2 separate regions of the Sus scrofa genome follow, and region 2 is linked to region 1. The links are chromatin contacts, called in public HiChIP or PLAC-seq maps. All regions are on one chromosome and are shown on one strand. The core of a region is the stretch at or near the end of the contact, and the rest is flanking DNA. Distances in the headings are between cores, read along the strand shown.

Region 1 (5,215 bases), core at 991-3,490:
TCCTATATGACATCTCTGAAGCCAGCAATGTAGGCTTAGTCTCAGAGCAGTGCCCAAGTTAGTGAAGTAGAGTTCCTCAACCAAAAAGTATTTCAAAATAACTCCAGCCTCAAATGCATTTCTACATGTGAAGGGGTTGTCTATCTCCAGTAACATTACATACATTCACCTTTCATTTTCTTATACTTCCTCAATGCCTGAGCTGGTCTGGATTCCACAAAGCTTTGCATCTTTCTGTGCCCTCTGCTTTCTTCCAGATACTGCATGAGAAAATTCTAAAAGCTATTGAACATTTTCCTTAGGGAGAGAGATGAGAACATGGACCCAAAACAATTTTTTTTTAACCTAGCAAATGGAAGGAGAAGGCTAGAAATAATCTGTTAATAGTTTTCAATCCATTGCATATTTTATTTAATCAGTCTCCTGTTGGATGCTTGGTTTGTTACTTTTGTTACCGGAAACAATGTAATGGACATTCCTGCACCTAAATCTTTACTAACATCTACAGATGGAGCTGTTTCAAAAATTGTATACTGCTGAATCAAAGGGAGTATTTACTTTAGTTTTGATTATTACCAAATTGCCCTCCAAAGAGACTGCAGTTTATATCTTTGCTAACAGCACTTGGAAATACCTGATTCTATCTCCTTGCCAACACTTATCTTTGCCATTCTGATAGGTGAAGAATGACATCTGTGATTTTAATTATTTTATTTCTTATTTTAAAAAATACTATGATGCTTTAATTTGTGTTTCATTAATTATGAGAGCCAGAATTTTTCATCCATCTATAAGTGATTTTATTTCTTTCTGTGTTCATTTTCTATCAGTTTTTTTATATTGATTTATTTAAGCTATTTATTAAGAAAATTAACCTGAGAATTCCCATTGTGGTTCAGCAGATTACAAACGTGACTAGTATCCATGAGGACGTGGGTTTGATCCCTGGCCTCAGTGGGTTAAGGGACCGAATTGCCGTGAGCTGTGGTGTAGGTCACAGATAAATATCTGGGATCCAGTGTTGCTGTGGCAGTGGTATAGCCCAGCAGCTTCAGCTCCAATTTAATCTCTAGCCTGGAACGTCCATAGGCCGAAGGTGCAGACCTTAAAAGCCAAAAAAAGAAAGAAAAAGAAAATTAACCTGTTGGTTTAGCATATGCATTGCAGATGCTTTTACTCATTTACTAGTTTAAAGGGTTTAAAAAATTGTTTTCCTTTAGAGCTTCAATGATTTCATGAAGATAATGATTCATCTGGAATGGTTTTGCTGTAAGGATCCATCTCCCCACCTTCCCCCAGAGCCTCAGCCATCAGATGGATAGCTGCTCTTCATAAAGTTGTCACTTGTTATTATGTTGCCAAACCAATGACAATTCTTTGTTTTCACCTCACTTGCTCTCTTAGTGGTGTTCAACACAGATGATCACACCTTCGTGCATAAAACATGTTCTTTAGCCTTTGTTCTCCTGGGTTACCTCACTGGCTAAGCATCTATTGCATCTCATCTTCTAGACTATCGATGTGATTTGAGCAGTATATTCATGTTCATAAAATTTTATTACAACAAAATAACTTTGATTTCTTCTAATATGGAAGTTTTTGTTTGTTTTTCTGCTGCTGACTTGGAACAGTTCAAGTAGGCAGTGATTCAAATGGGCAAAGAAAAAAGACTGTCTAACCACGGCACTGATAACAAGCTTACCTAGATACTAACTTGAAGGCTGAGATTCTGTAATAGGAAATGAAGATCAAGCTGAGCCTCTGGGGCACTGGGATGCAGCCGACTTCATCTTGTGCTAAGTGAGGTCCTTCCTGGTGGCCCCAGCACTTCTTTACTTTGCTTCCTTTTCTCCCCCTACTTTCTCCCTCTTTTTTTTTTTTTTTTTTTTTTTTTTGCCTTTTCTAGGGCCTCTCCCTTGGCACATGGAGGTTCCCAGGCTAGGGGTCTAATCAGAGCTGTTGCCGCCGGCCTACACCACAGCCACAGGAATGCTGGATCCTTACCCCACTGAGCAAGGCCAGGGATCAAATCCGCAACCTCATGGTTCCTTGTCGGATTCGTTAACCACTGCGACACAACGGAAACTCCAATTTCCTCCTCTTATGTTAGCTCAGGCTGCCATAACAAATACCACAAACTGGGTTGCTTAAATGACAGGAATTTATATCCCACAGTTCAGGCATCAGATCCGAGTCACAGTTGCAACCCATGCTGCAGCTGTGGCAAGGCCGGATCCTTTAACCCACTGTGCCAGGAGGGGGGTTGAACCTGAGTCATAGTGCTACAGGGAAGCCTTGGATCCTGTTGCGCCACAGGAGGAACTCCATCCAAGTCAGCTGGGTTTCTGGAGAGGCCCCATTTCCTGGCTTGCAGACCGCTGCCTTCTCACTTTGCTCACATGGTTTTTTTTTGTGCGAGTGTGTGGAGGGAGAGAGATCCGCCTTTTCCTCTTGGTATAGTCACCAGTCCTGTCTGATTAAGGCCTCACCCTTAAGGTCTTGTTCAACCTTAATTACCTCCTAAAAGCTCTAGCTCTAAAATAGGTACTCTGGGAGTTCCCGGTGTGGCTCAGTGGTAAGAATCCCACCAGTATCCATGAGGATGGGGGTTCCATCCCTGCCTTGCTCAGTGGGTTAAGGATCTGGTGTTGCCATGAGCTGTGCTGTAGGTTGCAGATGAGGCTCAGATCCTGTGTTGCTGCGGCTGTGGAGTAGGCCGGCAACTGTAGCTCTGATTGGACCCTTAGCCTGGGAACCTCCATATGCCGCAAGTGCAGCCCTAAAAAGCAATAAAAATAAAAGTAAAAAAGAAAGGGTACTTTGGAGGTTAGGGCTTCAACATATGAATTTGGGGGCAGGGGGACACAATTCAGTCCATTGTACCCCTCCACACCCTGGCTTGGGTCTGCACTGTGACCTCACTTAAAAGAGCTCACAGCTACAACTCATGACTTTAGTGTCAATGGTTTATGAGGGTTCAGGAAAGGGGTACTGTTGGTCAGACTTTTGGTAAAGTATTATTCACCATACTCAAGGTATTCTGAATTGGTGATTAATCCAGTCATGGGTCGCAGTATATCTTCCACTTATATAGGATGCAGTTAGTATGAGGATAACTTGAAACTTGGCCTTTGGGGTTTTGCATTGGCATTCCCTAATCTGGAGGATTCAGATACATAACACGTGTTCCTTCTGTTAGGTCTGTAGAGGAAGGAAGGTGCAAGGCCATGGTGGTCAAGCAAGAGGGATTTATCACAGCATCAGAGGGGGACGGACTGAGCTCGAGATGGCACCAGCCACAGCTGTGAGGAGGTTGCTAGGCTTATAAAGTATCTGTGGTAGGAATCCATGGCTGGAGTTCCTGGCCAGAACTTGTGGCAGGAACAATGAAGAGGGAGGGGTGTAGGTCAAGAGGGGTGGTGGGGGTTGAGTTCCATGATAGAGGGCAGTTAATCCTTGTAGGTGTTTAATCTATGCAGGCAGTTGTTTTCCGCAGGCTGTTGTTTCTTGCTGCCCAATTTGAGCATCCACATTCCAGGTGCAGACCTTGTGTCAGCCGGACCGGTGTCCGAAGCAGGTCTCCAAGGTGAAGAGCCACAATCAGAGGCGGGGTCGGAGATCTGCGTCCATCCTCCTAGGAACCTATCGCCTTCATCTGGGGTGGCTTGGGGGTCTAATCTTTCCTAAAACAGGAAGTCCAGAGCTTAGAAAGGGAAGACTCTATTTCTAAGGTTATTCTTAAAAGTCCAACTGCAAGAAATGGGAACAATAACAGCATTTCCCTTATTAAAAATTAGAAGGTTAGGAGTTCCTGTTGTGGCTCCGTGGATTAAAAACTCGAAAAGTATCCATGGGGATTTGGGTTTGATCCCCAGGCTTGTTAGGGATTAAGCATCCAGCATTAAGGATCCCGTGTTGCTGTGAGCTGTGGTGTAGGCTGAAGATGCGGCTCAGATCTGGTGTTGCTGTGGCTGTGGTGTAGGCTGGCAACTGCAGCTCTGATTCGACCCCTAGTCTGGGAGGGAACCTCCTTATGCCCCTGGTTGGGCCCTAAAAAGATAAAAAAAAAAAAAAAAAAAAAAGGAACTGTACGAAAGGGAAGGTTTCCAAAGGTAGAAAGGTGGTGGGTCAAGAAAATCTGAAACAAAAGAAAAAAGGTTATTTCAGGCAAGGTCACCTTCCTTTAAGGGAAAGGTGGGGATCTATCATGCAATTTACCTCACAGGAACTAATCTGGTAATTCCAGATTGACTGGTTAAAGTTCACACTACTGGGAACTTTGGAATTAAAGTGCTGGCATTGAAATTAAATCTTGGTTTGCTGTCCTGGGAGGATAGGTGACTCAATTTGGGGCACGTTCTTGCCCTTATTTTTTTTTTTTTTTAAACACTCTCAAAGCCTCCTCAGCTGCAAGATGAGGTTGATAATGGTGCCTGTTCCATAGGATTGTTATCAGGGGTAAATGAGAAAATGCATATGGGAGTTTCCATTGTGGCTGAGCAGGTTAAGAACCCAACACGGTTTTTGCTCAGTGGGTTAAGGATCTGGCATTGCCACAAGCTACACGGTGGGTTGGAGATGCAGCTTGGATCTGGTGTTGCTGTGGCTGTGGTGTAGGCCTGTTGCTCCAATTCCACCCCTAGCCCAAGAACTTCTGTATGCTGCAGGTGCAGCCATAAAAAAAAGGAAAAAATAGGGAGTTCCCGTTGTGGCGCAGTGGTTAACGAATCCGACTAGGAACCATGAGGTTGCGGGTTTGGTGCCTGCCCTTGCTCAGTGGGTTAACGATCCGGCTTGCCATGAGCTGTGGTGTAGGTTGCAGACGCGTCTCGGATCCTGCGTTGCTGTGGCTCTGGCGTAGGCCGGTGGCTGGAGCTCCGATTTGACCCCTAGCCTGAGAATCTCCATATGCCGCGGGAGCGGCCCAAGAAATAGCAAAAAAAAAAAAAAAAAAAAAAAAAAAAAGACCAAAAAAAATAAAAAAATAAAAATAAAAAAAAGGAAAAAATAAAATACATAAAAACTGTATGAGATTATCTACGTAAAGTGCTTAGCACATTAGATTCTTTAACAAATGTTAGATGCTCTTCTATTGTTAGTATTAATAATCTGTGGACTCCACCTGGTCACTACCTGTGAGGCTCAGACAGTTCTAGCATAATAAACTATTTTATTATGAAATCAGGACCTTAGTTTCTCACCCTTATAATCCACA
Region 2 (5,229 bases), core at 88-2,587, 260 kb after region 1:
GCTGTGACTGTGGTGTAGGCCAGCAGCTACAGCTCCAATTCAACCCCTAGCCTGGGAACGTCCATGTGCTACAGGTGCAGCCCTAAAAAGAAAAAAACAAAACAAAACAAAAATGAACATAACCGCTTTCAAGACATCTTAAGAGCAGTTAAAGGTGATGACTGTCCACCTGATGGCCAAGCACATATACAAACACGCCTTTTCAGAAGAACAGCAGCAAAAGGAAAGCCATGTTGAGGGGACCTCTCTCTGAGCCAGTCTCATAGATTTACTGTTTGTGTTAGATGGAAAAACAAAATATCAGAAAAGGTCACCGTCTTAGCATTCTGGCAACAGAAGTGCTTCCATCTCGGCATAAATCCATGAGCCCTAACAACTCGGAGAAGCAATTCCTTTGATGCACCTCATCAAATAATAGGAATGGTAAATTCCAGGCAGTGTGCAGGCAGGGGTTGGGACACAGCGGAGAGCTGGGCGGGCGGGGCTCCTGGCACAGGCTGGACAGAGCTCAAAGTTCTCTCCCACTTTCCCTCTTTACCAGAGGCACCTGCCTCTGAAAGTTCCTTAGAGGGTTAAATATCTTATGTGAAAACCCTTAGAATAGTGCCTGACACACGCTAGCCCCTGATGTTAGCAATTGTCATTATTCACTAAGCTTTTGGCCGTCTACCTTCCACCCCCCCCCCTTTTTTTTTTGTCTTTTGCGATTTCTTGGGCAGCTCCCATGGCATACAGAGGTTCCCAGGCTAGGGGTCTGATCAGAGCTGTAGCCACCAGCCTAAGCCAGAGCCACAGCAACGCGGGATCCAGGCCACGTCTGCAACCCACACCACAGCTCATGGCAACGCCAGATCCTTAACCCACTGAGCAAGGCCAGGGATCGAACCCGCAACCTCATGGTTCCTAGTCGGATTCGCCAACCACTGAGCCACGACGGGAACTCCACCTTCCACCCTTTATACTTTGTCCCTCTGAAGCCCCACCCGTTCCACTGGCTTCAGCCACTCTCGCTGCCTGGATGATTCCCAGATCCACAGCTCCAGTCTCCCCTGACAGCCTGCGTATCCCATCTTCGCTGCAAATCAGTTTGACCGGGGTTCCCCAATTGGCTTTACTGAGGGGGCCCTGGAGGACATCTCCCCTAACCTCTTTGAGCTCCTGTGCCCTCACATGGTTAATGAAGTGTTGGATTCGAACATGTTAAAGGGCCCTTAGAATCAACCCCCTCTCTTGACAGTCAATAAGGTGTCAACTTCTGGCAAAGTATGTATTACTGCCCCTGGTTTCTTCCATGGCTCTCTGTAGATCCCGCCACCCTCGTGAAGTCCTTTTACCACTTCCTGTGTGAGTGACATTGATGGTCTCTTAATTGACTTCCTCTTCCTGGTTTCTCTCTTCCTCCCTCCCTACTTCCTCTATTTCTTTCTTCGTCCTTCCTTCCTGCCTTTCTTTCTTTCCTTCTTTCTTTCTCTTTCTCTTTCTTTCTTTCTCTCTTTCTTTCTTTCTCTTTGTTTCTTTCCTTTTCTTTCTTTCTTTGTTTCTTTCTTTCTTCTCTCTTTCTTTCCTCCTTCCCTCCTCCCTCCCTCCCTTCCTTCCTTCTTTCTTCTTAACTGAGGAGGAATTTGCCAAGTATACAATTATCCTGTAATTGAAAAAACTACTTTCCCCATAATTTTGTTACTAATGCATAGAGAATGTTGATATATGTTTATAATTTTATCTTCTTGGTATATGTAGTTTTGTTTTTGTTTTTGTTTTTTTTTAACTAGGATGGACCATTTCCTCCATCCATGTGACTTTTTTTTTTTTTTTTGGACTTAAATTCTATTTTGTCAGGTACCAGTATGTTTTATGGTTCAAACTATCTAGGGCCCACTCCAGTGTGGGTGCTGTGCCTCGTGCAGAAGCCAAATGCCTGCTAACAAGAGGTCATGGTCTGGTAGGGGAACCTGCTTTAACCAATAATGACAGTGCAGTGAGCGCCATGTTGCATGTGGTCTGCTGGGGGTGGGACGTGGCTCTTCCCGGCACCACTTGCATCACATCACTCTTTGCACAAGAACCTCCCTCGACTCTCCATTGTCTGAGAGGTTAAAGACCAGCTTTCCATGGTGATCTGGCCCCCACTTACCCTAACAAACTTTGTTTTCAGCTTTCTTCTCTGGCGTGGTTTTCCCCGAACACTTTTTGCCTGTATTCAGTTGTTCAGTTCTTGGTTCTCCTTCCCCCTCTTATGTTACCCCCAAATTATGCACACTCTTCAAGGATCGCGTTAAAGGTACAAATTCAAAGAAGGTGTGATAGCTCTGCAAGCCCACAGAAATGCCTTGTCATCATCTCGTTGCTGAAAGCTGGCTATAAGCTTAGCCATCCCATCTCTCAAGTGATTACCTACCTTCCTGCATCTCTATGTCCTGTGCCCTCAGTTAAAATGTACAAAGGCCAAGACTGACTTGTTTTCCTTTGTCCCCTCCCTCCCATGTCCCCTAACACGAGGATGTCTCTATAGATGGCGCTTGGTAATTATTGCATGAATGAATGAATGAATAAGGTGGACTTTGGATTCTAGATTACATCTGGGCTTGATGTGAGTTCAGTACCAAGGAACCCACAGTATTTAAAGAGCAAAGGGCGGAGTTCACTGTAACACCTGATTTTCTGGTTATCTGGGAGGCACCTGAGCTCCTGCACGTGCTCAGATGTGATTGCATGATATTTGGCCCCAAGCCTATTGCCGTGGAGATGCCTTCGCTCGACCTGCATCTTCATGCTGCTGCTCTGCACCTCCTGGCAGCATCTCCTGGAACTTTCTTGCCGTTGCAGTGAGGGCAGCTCCTTGGGTAGCAGTCTTCCTGGAGAAGCATGCAAGGTCAGGCTGTCTTTAGGTCGTTTTGCAAAAGCCGTGGAGCCAGACTTTGAAGAGGAAGTATCCTTTTTATTCCCTGTTGTCATGGCACCGCCCAAAACCCCTTGAGTTGCTTGTTTTTGCTCGGAAGTCATATGCTCAACGCTCGAAGCATTGCATCACTCAGGAATCCAGGCATTGCATGCTCTGTGTTTTGGTGAACCCTTGCTTGTCGGTCCCACCTGGGGTCCTTGGGGTTCAGGTCACAGACCACCACTCTTATCACTCTGCTCAAGTCCTGCTTTCTCTCCATCCACTCTTTGTGTGTGTGTGTGTGTCTTTTTCAGGGCCTCCCCAAGTCATATGGAGGTTCCCAGGCTAGGGGTTGAATTGGAACTGCAGCCGCCAGCCTACACCATAGCCACAGCAACACCAGATCCTTAACCCACTGAGTAAGGCCAGGGATGGAACCCACATCCTCATGGTTCCTAGTCAGATTCGTTTCTGCTGAGCCACAACAGGAATTCCTCTTTCCATCCACTCTTAAGTGCTCAGTTGCTACATGTGTGCTGGGGGAGGCTCAGCACTTCATTTCCCGTTGCTGACAAGGTCATGCCTCTCAGCCCTGCTCCCGCTTCCACCACGTCATCCCAAGGATGCTCTGGAATCCACAGGTTGATGTTTCTCCTTGTCTCAACAAGCAGCTTGCACCGCTCTCCACCTAGCAAAATAGTCCCGTTCCTTTCTTTTCCAGTGAAGTGAAAATAGAAGAAATGGGTTCCCATCTGCCTGTCCTCACCTTCAAGGTCCAGGTCAATGCTCAGGGTCACTTGTCCACTGGTAGCACTCGGGTTGTGAGAGGCTCGTTGGCACCACCATCCATCCTGTGGATGCACCCGTAGGCCAGCAGCCCTGTGTGTTTGCTGAAAGAAATGTCCTGGACCTCAAGGCCACAAGCTGCCCGGTTGGCATTTGTTGACAGTAGCGAGGTCCATGCCCCTTCTCCCCAGACAAGGAAGCAAAGTCTTGAGAAGCTGGATAACTCGCTAAGACACTGTCTGTAATACATGTGAGAGTGGTCGTTAGAACTCCAGCCAGTCTGCCTTCAGTGTGCAGGACCGTGGCCCTGTAGCCAGCACCCCTGTCCACAACAGCTGCTGCCCCTGCCTCCCTGGGCTGGAGGCCTGGCATCCTGCCCAGATCCCTGCTCCAGCAGCACCAGCCTGTGTTCCCTGCACATGCCCCCCCATATCCTCCTCTCCTTCTGTCTGGAGCTCCTGCCTCCCTCACCCCCCCACCGTAGGACACTTGTCCTTTTAAATTCACGTCCGTCAGGGACACTGGGTCCATGCTGCCCCTCTGGCCCCTGGTCAGACCCTGTGTGAATATTGTTCACATCTGCAACTCAGCACATACCTTGGGGGCTCTTCAGGCCCAGAGACGGTGTCCTTCCTTGCACCCCAGAGCCTAGTACCAAGCCCAACCCTCAGAGTCATCATCCGTGAGGGCTGATTTTTTTTTTTTTTTTGTCTTTTTAGGGTCACACCAGTGGCATATGGAAGTTCCCAGGCTAGGGGTCGAATCAGAGCTGCAGCTGCCTATGCCTTAGCCACAGCCATGCCAGATCCCAGCTGTGTCTGTGACCTACACCATAGCTCACGGCAACGCCGGATCCTTAACCCACTGAGCAAGGCCACGATTGAACCCGCATCCTAACGGTTACTTGTCAGGTTCGTTATTGCTGAGCCACGATGGGAACTCCTGCAGTATGGTATTAACTATAGTTGCTGTGTTGTCTGGGACAACCGCGGGATTTGTTTATTTTATAGCTGGAAGTGTGTACCTGCACCATCAACATGTGGGCACCTTGCACTGCTTTGTGTAAGGGTCCTGCACCTGCCCTTCTCCCTTCGGCCTTGGCCCCCAGCTCCCCATGGCCAGGCCCCGGGTCTCTTTAACTGGTGTCGTACAGCAGCTGCTCTAAGGCAGGGGAGGTGGACTCTAGGCCTGTGTGTAGAAAGACGACGAGGCCTTCTGCTTCCTTTGCTCTGAGTGCAGATGCAAGCTCAGGATCTCAGGGCGACAGTGTGACCGATGTGCTCCTGGCTTTTATCGCTTCCCTGAATGCCTCCCCTGCCGCTGCAACAGAGATGGGACCGAGCCGGGGATCTGTGACCCAGAGACCGGTGCTTGTCTCTGCAAGGTAAGACAGAGCATGCCACACCGGGGACACTGGCCACTGACCAGCATGGAGGGTCTTCATACTGACTCTAAAAATCCATGGGAAATGGAATGGACCCATGATAGATTTGCATAATGACTCACATTTGATAGTCATTCTCACTTGATAGAAATAGTTAGAGGGGAAGGACACCCCTCACTCC

Evidence for each region. HiChIP or PLAC-seq counts read pairs in DNA pulled down with a chosen protein or histone mark.
Region 2: a contact with region 1 is called in an H3K27ac HiChIP or PLAC-seq map of alveolar macrophages. The contact joins two enhancer-like sites. A contact is called at or near these places in 2 of 47 Hi-C or Micro-C datasets (both in liver) and 1 of 2 datasets of contacts at active chromatin or transcription factors (alveolar macrophages).

What each region holds. Positions count from the first base shown.
Region 1 is chr6:108,453,496-108,458,710 of Sscrofa11.1, forward strand. No RefSeq gene overlaps it. Among named protein-coding and RNA genes, the nearest start is that of NPC1, 5.6 kb to the left of the region's middle. Within about 2 kb of position 2,241, at least 12 of the 83 cell types and tissues checked have an H3K27ac peak or open chromatin away from gene starts, as enhancers often do. A contact at or near this core is called in alveolar macrophages, where this site is marked.
Region 2 is chr6:108,710,489-108,715,717 of Sscrofa11.1, forward strand. It overlaps LAMA3 (laminin subunit alpha-3), which reads left to right. Exons shown (of 75, transcript XM_003482042.4): 33 at 4,904-5,048. Among named protein-coding and RNA genes, the nearest start is that of TTC39C, 150 kb to the right of the region's middle. Within about 2 kb of position 1,338, at least 5 of the 83 cell types and tissues checked have an H3K27ac peak or open chromatin away from gene starts, as enhancers often do. A contact at or near this core is called in alveolar macrophages, where this site is marked.